Regions from separate parts of the Sus scrofa genome. Here all the other regions are linked to region 1. A link is a contact called in public HiChIP or PLAC-seq data. All regions are on one chromosome and are shown on one strand. The core of a region is the stretch at or near the end of the contact, and the rest is flanking DNA. Distances in the headings are between cores, read along the strand shown.

Region 1 (2,614 bases), core at 42-2,541:
AGACATGAATGTTGTTATAAAAGGTGGAGATGCAAAGGGTAACAAACATAACTGACAAATTGTAAAAGTGGGAGAGGAAAGTAGGGAGAAACCTCAACATCTTCATCTTGCAAAATGGGGGGTGAAGAAGTACTGTCAAAAGCTGATATGCCAAGAAATGGAGATTTGTACATATTATATAAGTTTATAAAGGAAACTAACCCAGAGAGTGAAAGAAGTGATCCAGCTATCAAAATTTGAGAAGGGAGATGGGAAGTACCAGTGTGCATATGAGCTAATTCTTACCTATAATAAAAACCAATAGGTACATCTCATATTAACAACTCAAAAACTAAAGACATAGGCACATTGTTTAGAGATATGACAATAACCACTAGAAGAATTAAAAACAAAAAGTGGTTACATGTGGGGAAGGGATTTAGGGTGGGGGGGAAATGGGACAAGAAATTCTTCCTAGTTTTTTGGGTTTTTTAAATAATTGTTTTATAGTATTTTATCTTTACTATGAGCATTTATTTGAACATCTTTTAAAATCTTTTTAAATAATAAAAATATCATTTCAAAGGAAAAAGGAATTTGTTTCAAAGAGCATGACCCAGAGGTCACCAAGATCAAATGTGAAGGGACTTTCTTGGGAAAACCATTATGAAATGTCACTCTTGTGGAAACATTAAATGCACAAGATCCCCCTTTTAAGTCACGTTGCCGGCTTTTTAAAACTCCCCTCTCCCCTTCTCTCCCCAAGCTCTTTAACTCTCTCCTAAACATCTTCCTATAAAATTGTGAACACTCTATGCCCCTCAACTTTCTTCACTGGCTTCAAAATAAAAGGCAGACCCCAATGAAAACTTGAAAATGTACAGAATCCCCAAGGAAACCCCAAAATCAACAGACAGCTCAGGCTGCACAGTCCTGTGGCCTAGAAGCACACCAGGGCCTAGAGGTTGGAGCTATAATTAGCTGCTTCTGGGCAGACAACAAGGACTCCTGTTCCCTGGAAAGGAGGTAATTAAAGGAGGCAGATTTAGGCCTGAGGTGGTAAGTCTCAAGGAACTGTGGCTCCGGGCAATCCCCAACCGCACCCTGAATGAGGAAACAGGAACCCGCAGGCCTGACTCTCCATTCCTAAACCATTTTTCTCTCCTCTCTGGTTTCTAAGACCAGGGGAATGCCAGCCATCAGACCAAACACTCCTTTTTTCAGTCACTTAGGACCCATCTACTGGGCGCTCCTATGCACCAGGCATGTGTTCAGTGCTACAGGGAGGGCAGGGATGAGTCAGACCTGATTCTTGACCTCAGGGAGCCAACAGGGGAGACTGGGCACAAATGGAACTTAGAGCACACAGCACTCCTGGCCAACTTTCTCTCCAAGACCTACAACCATCCTATAGGGTAAAGTTTTTCCCTGCTTTTCAGATGAAGAATTTGGAGCTCAGGGAGGAGAAACAACCTTCCCAAGGTCATGGAGCTGTGGGGTAATAGGGCACAAATTCAAATCCAGTCCACCTTAGCTTGTAAATTAAAGCCTTTTCTCCCTTTGTCATCAAAAGAACAGGAATAAAAGGTGTCTCTATAGAGAGGGCTAAGGAGATAGGCCAGTGTCGCTGTGTGAATATTTCCCAGAGCCCAAAACAGCACTCTCACAGATTTCCATTTTTAGGGATTTCCAAAATTCCACACTGCACCTGTGCCGGTGTTTAATGTTTCCTTCTTATACCATCCAGCACCTTAGCTGTCACCACCTCAGGGTTTAGAACCTTTTAAAACTTGGGCCCTGGCTAGGCATTCATCTACCAAAGTCTATACTCCACACAGCCCTTGTTTTAAGTAGGAAAGAATTGTACAGCATGACCCACCAAAAACCCATAGGTCTGAGCTCCATCACTACAAGCCTGGGGACTCAGCAGCTCTGGCCTCACACCCTTATCTCTCACATCTCAGCATCCACCCACCTGAGACCATCCAAATATAGCCAGGCTTCCCAGGACAGCAACTCTGCCTGGCACTTGTCTCTCAAAACACAGCACAGGGAGACCTACCTTCTGCAGTCTATGTCTATCAGCTAATTTTCCCTGCATATCCACCCAAAACTTTCCTCATAAATTGGACAGGGGTGATGTCAGATTTCCTCTGTTTGGGAAAGAGAAGAGACACTGGGGAGGGGAGGCTTCAAATAGGACTAAATCACGATCTTGCATGAAACAAAGATTTAGGATCCAATTCAGGTACTGGATGTACCAGTTTCCCCATTACATGTGGCAACTCCATGATTTAGGGACGCTATCCCATACAAAAAAGAAATCCAGAGGTATGGTGTTCAACTAAAAAACACAGTCTGAGCATTGTTCTTCCTACATCACACCCACCGGTCAGTTCCTCTCACCCAAACCCCTTTTGTAGACACATGGACACTCCTGGCCCTTTATTTGGACATCATGAAATTGGAACCAAGGTTGATACTGATACTCCTTAAATATAGCTGTGCCTTACAGGCCTTGGCCCACGTTTGTAAGTCTACTACACATTAGCAAGTGTCCACCTGGCTACCAGATGCCCAGATACTCCCATTAGAATTTTCCATGAATTCTTCAAAACTTTCCAGCCAGTGAGTT
Region 2 (2,614 bases), core at 70-2,569, 250 kb before region 1:
TCTGACTACCTTCCTTGACTCCAAGAACTTGCTCAGGATTTTCCCTGTATCAGGACCTTCCTCTCCACCACGTCTTCATTTCACACCCCTAACTGTTCTCAGAGGCCCAGGTCACCTGCCAACCCTACAAAGCCTCCCTTGGCTGCCCCCAACAAAAGAACCTTCCCAACTCTCACCCTCTGGAGCCCTGCTAGGGCATGTTCACCATACATCTTATTGAGAATACAGTAGCCATTTACCTGCACAAAGTGTTCCTTGAGGGCACATACCATGTACAATTCATCACTCCAGTCCCAAAGCACCTCTTCCCATGCCTCAGAGAGTTGAGATGGAGAAGAGGTAAGAAAATATCTTCCAAGTGGGTATATGCATGGATTCTTGACAACCATAAGTTGAATCCTAACCAATTTAAATTATTCCTTAAAGGGAAAATCTGAGTGGCTCTCAATGTAAAAATAAGTGTATATATAATGAGAGAAAGAGGGAGGGGGAGGGAAAGGGAGAGAGAGGCATAGGAGTGTAACTAAAACAAAAGCAAAATGAAGACCTAGCAGCCAAATAAACAAGCATTGTGCTTTCTCTGGAATGTTTAGAAATCTTGGAGAGGGACCACATAAAGAGCCCTGAGGTGGCACTAACTTGGCACATCAAGTGCTTCTGTGACTGGGTCTGGGGATATTACTAGGTCACTTTTATTATGGACAAACTGATCTTGAACAATTTGTAAGACCTAAACAAGCTATTGTGATGAAGCAATCAAACAGTTTGGTTTTGTCCCGAAAACTCAGCAAAATAGCTAAGGCAAAACAACCACCACAACCAGGCAGTCAGACAAACAAGGACATCCTCAAATCCCTGTGCCTTTTCTTAGTTCTGGATGGGCTCTTCTTGGCCCATGTTTACCTATAAACCCACACCCAATACCTGCAATGGGCAAGTCTCACATCATGAGCAAACTTCAAAAGGCCTCCAAAATCTTATTAGATGCTGCAAAATCTGTTAGATCCATGAACTTATATTTTGTTTGTTTGTTTAATTAGAACAGAGAATTCAAAAAGTAATCTCCTGAAAAGTCAAGTTTTGTCTCCAGGGAGGCACTCCAAGAAAAACCTCATTCTTTGTATTTCATTCACTCTGCTTTCTTCCCTTGCTCAGATTAGGAAGTCATGTGATAGAAGACTGTCCCAAATGCAAAGTTTGATGACGTATTCTGGGCAGAAGTTCAAGCACCTTGTTATTTTAGCAGACCTGGTCTGGCTGCCCAAAGACATAATTTAGCTGAGTGCAAACCTCACCCCCTCCTCCTGCTTCATTTGGCCAGCTGCCTCGGAAGGCCTTTCATTCCAGAGGGCAAAGGATTTATGGCTCCCTTTTATTCCTGCAACAGTAGTTCCACTTCTCTGAGTTTCAAGTTCAGTGAGCTCAGCCTTGGCATTCAAGGTTCTCCTTATGTCTCATCCTTAAGAGCATTTGTCCCAGGTCTGTTTGCCAGGGACATGATGGCAGTTCCCTTCCTGGCCCTTGATTCGGCAATATCTTGCTTCTTCTTACAAACAGACCCATCTCATTACTTGAGTTACTTCACCAAGTCCCACTGACACTTCCATGGCTTAGCTGACACTAACGGCACTAATGGCACTAACTCTATATAAACTCACAAAAGTATCAGATTAGAAAGGAATCAGAATGGAATAGGAGGTTCTGCTAGTATAGGGTCAGCAAACAATGGCCAAATGCAGACCATCTCCTGTTTTATAAATAAAGTTTTATTGGAAAACAGCTATAGTCATTAATTCACTTATCGCCTATGGCTGCCTTTGTGTTCAGTTGGCAGAACTGAGTAGTTCCATTTGGACTCTCAGAAAAATATGGCAAACCTGATCTGGCCCTTGAACTCCTTGTACAGATGAGAAACTTAAGATTCAGTAAGGTTAAACAGTGTTCCTAGGGAGTAAAAAAAATTCAGAGCCTAATAATTAGGGCAGGACTAGTCATATATAGTGTTCACACTGAGTAAATACTAGACCTCTCCAAGGTTCGACAGTAAATTTTATTTCTTTAATGTAGAATAGTGCTAAGTTTTTAGGTTTTTTTTTTTATATGACAACATTGTTGCCTTTGAGAAATTTATTGTCTAGAGGAGAGAATAGACACATAAACAAATAATATCAATATAATAATGTATTTGTTTTCTATTGTTGCTGCAAAACTTACCAGAAACAATTACTGAAAAGCGCTGAAAATTTATTATTATTATCTTACATTGCTATAAATAAGAAGGCTGTCATGAATCCCACTTGGCTAAAATCAAGGTGTCAATATGTGTGCTTTCCTTGCAAGATCTCTAAGGAGAAACCATGTCTTTACTTTTCCAGCTTCTAAAGGCTACCCTCATTCCTTGGCTTGTGCTCCCCTTCTGCCATGTTCAAAGCCAGCAAAGGCTATGGCGTTTTTACTCAAATTGTATCACTCCAAAGATTTCTTCTAGCCCCATCATCCATTTCTAAGGACCCCTCAGGACGAAAGGCCTTTAATTCCATTTGCAAAATTTATTCCCTTTGCCATGTTATTGGACATATTCACAGCTTCCAGAGATTAGGCTGTTAACATCTTT
Region 3 (2,614 bases), core at 30-2,529, 240 kb after region 1:
CTGGTTTTTCTTGTGCTCCCCTGAGACCAGGGCCAGATTCGTTCTTGGAGAGCTGCAGCTAGGCTCTGGGGTGTCTTTTACTCTGAGAGGGGGCTATGACTCCCCCCTCAAATCCTACCCCCTCAGACTCTGGACTGTGCCTCCCTCAACCAACTTCCTGCCCCTGGCAGGTGCCAGCAAATCTGGGCCGGGCATTTTCTGTCTCACCTGCAACATTCACACTCCTTCCTTCTTGTTTCCCACCTCCAAGAGGTTGACCTTTGTGAAGACCAGTAGGTTCCCCTGCCCTCTGCCTTCTGGTTGGATTCAGCCTGGCACCGATTAGGTGGTGGGAGGGTGGGAGAAGGAGATGTGAGGATGGCTCCTTCCTAGCCCCCTACCTGCCTGCTGTAGCTTGGCAATGGTTGGGTGCATCCAAAGTGTCAGAAGCCACAGTTCCAGCTGGGCAGCCCCCTGCCAGCTCCCCAGCACTGCCTACTTTTCTGCTACATTCTGGTAATCTCTCCTTTTGCCCTTTCATCCCAAGGACCAGTAACAGCTCCAGGTTATTGTTAGCCTCAGGGTGCCTCCCTGTCTCTTGGTTTTCCTTGACCTTGGCTCAACCTTTATGAATTATACTTAAATTAATCTCTCTTTGGTCACCTTATTTTGAGTGTATCCTCTCCTTCCTCTTGGACCATTGATATCTACTGCCTCTTTCTTCCTTATATCTAGTCTTCCATTTCTTAAAAGCATGGATGATCCCGGCTTTTAACATGAAGTTCTGTTGGAGAAGGTTAAACTTCTTGCAGGGTTTAACCAAAAACCAAAACAAAGCTAAAGAAAAAGCAAAAGACTGGGTTTCCCAGGAATATGGGAAAGAGTACTGGGCTTGGACTTGGAAGCAGAAAACCCAAGTTTGCCACTTACTAGCTCTGCCCTGCTAGTCACTTGGCTCTTCCATTAAGTAGAGTAAGAATAGCTCTTTTGTCTTGTCTTTCTCATGAGCCTCTTGGGCAGATGAAATGAGGCCAGGCCAGTGGAAGTACTCTGAATGCTGAAGCATTTTCTGAGCATTAGGTGTTACTGTTGCTTTATCAGACATGGCATGTGGACAAAATCCTCAAAAGGCCATGTCTTGCATTTTCCAGTGCATTCAGATTCCCCTGTTGCCTCTGTGCCTCCTGGATTAGGAGACCTGGCATTTGTGGAATCCAAGATGAATGTCCAGGGGGTACTGGCCAAGCATGGGCCCACACGAACAGAGCTAAAAATACCTTTGACCTCAGTGGGAGCATCTCAGTCCTGAAGGGGATGGGCCTGGAAGGCAGAGTGTGAGGGGGAATGACTCCCATCATTCATCAGCTGGGGTGAGGGGAGGACAGGGACAAGGTGCTATCCTTTTCAAAGCCAGTGGGAACGGTGGCTTGATCTTTCTCTCTGTCTGTTAGTCTGTCTGTCTGTGAAGAAGATTAACCTGAACTTTTTGTACTTTTCCTGTTAGAGTGAAGGCCACACCTTAAAGCTCTTCCTCGTGGCCAAGCCTCTCAGGAATTTTCCCAGCCTGCCTTGTGGAGGTGACAGATACCTCCAGCCAGAAGGAGGTAAGGAGGTGATCCGAGGACTTTGGTGTGGAGTTAACTGCTGAAGCTGACTTCAAGCAGAGAAGGAGACACTAATCCAGGAGACTTGGTTTGATTTATTCAGGGATGGGGAGTGGGGAGACCCACTAGCTCTCAATCCTAAAGAGGAATGGTTTTCAAACAATAATCCTTAGAGCTCTAAATGGTTGCTATTTAAAATGTGGTCCATGGACCACCAGCATTGACAGCAACCAGGAGCTTGATAGAAATACAGACGTCTGATCCCACCACAGACCTCTAGATCTGAATCTGCCTTTTAACCAGATCCACTGTGGATTCACACGTGCATTAAAGTTTGAGAAGCACGGTTATAGGATCCCTGTGAAGTACCTGAGGGATAGGTGCTTTCCAGTTGTATAGATGGGGTCCCTTAAAAGATAACATTTGAAAAAGAAGCTCCATTTGTATTTAAAGAAAGAAGAAAAGGTGGGAATCAATGTGATCTTTCCCATTCTTTGGTAGAAGAGGAAATTCTGCGGCTGGTCTTTTTCCCTCTCTCCTTCTGAGGTCAGCCCCTGCCCAGCCTTTCCATTAGCTCCCCAGATGCCCAGCACAAGCCTGGCGTCGGCTGGATCCATAAATGAGGGGCCATGTTAGGTGACTAGTGGAAATTGGATTATATTTCCCAAGCTGCTTCTCAGCTCTGGGGTCTGGTCTTGACAGGACTGCCTGATGAGGCACTGAGGACTAAAAGGGAGCTTGCCGTGACCTGGGAGTTTAGGGCTTGGTGTGGGGGTTCTTTAAAAGGGAGGGCAGGAGGGTGGGGAGCTGTCTCCTATCCTCCTAGGTAGAATTAAGGAAGGATCTAGAGTTTGTTGTAAGAAGACCAGCCTGGCAGGAGCTGAGAAGAGAGAAGTCTACCTCCAGCTGGGATCTGGGCACAGCCCCATGGCGGCAGATTTTCAGGATTTCCAGAGGAAGTGCTTGGTGGCCCGCAGTCTCAGTTTGCTGCAATTATAAATATCTGTGATTCGCATCCCCTTCACATACTC

Evidence for each region. HiChIP or PLAC-seq counts read pairs in DNA pulled down with a chosen protein or histone mark.
Region 2: a contact with region 1 is called in an H3K27ac HiChIP or PLAC-seq map of skeletal muscle. The contact joins two enhancer-like sites. A contact is called at or near these places in 2 of 2 datasets of contacts at active chromatin or transcription factors (alveolar macrophages and skeletal muscle).
Region 3: a contact with region 1 is called in an H3K27ac HiChIP or PLAC-seq map of skeletal muscle. The contact joins two enhancer-like sites. A contact is called at or near these places in 2 of 2 datasets of contacts at active chromatin or transcription factors (alveolar macrophages and skeletal muscle).

Annotation. Positions count from the first base shown.
Region 1 is chr13:125,816,803-125,819,416 of Sscrofa11.1, reverse strand. All of the region lies in intron 1 of LPP (lipoma-preferred partner), which reads right to left. Among named protein-coding and RNA genes, the nearest start is that of LPP, 36 kb to the right of the region's middle. Within about 2 kb of position 1,291, at least 20 of the 83 cell types and tissues checked have an H3K27ac peak or open chromatin away from gene starts, as enhancers often do. A contact at or near this core is called in skeletal muscle, where this site is marked.
Region 2 is chr13:126,067,761-126,070,374 of Sscrofa11.1, reverse strand. All of the region lies in intron 3 of LPP (lipoma-preferred partner), which reads right to left. Among named protein-coding and RNA genes, the nearest start is that of MIR28, 210 kb to the left of the region's middle. Within about 2 kb of position 1,319, at least 10 of the 83 cell types and tissues checked have an H3K27ac peak or open chromatin away from gene starts, as enhancers often do. A contact at or near this core is called in skeletal muscle, where this site is marked.
Region 3 is chr13:125,579,131-125,581,744 of Sscrofa11.1, reverse strand. No RefSeq gene overlaps it. Among named protein-coding and RNA genes, the nearest start is that of BCL6, 190 kb to the right of the region's middle. Within about 2 kb of position 1,279, at least 3 of the 83 cell types and tissues checked have an H3K27ac peak or open chromatin away from gene starts, as enhancers often do. A contact at or near this core is called in skeletal muscle, where this site is marked.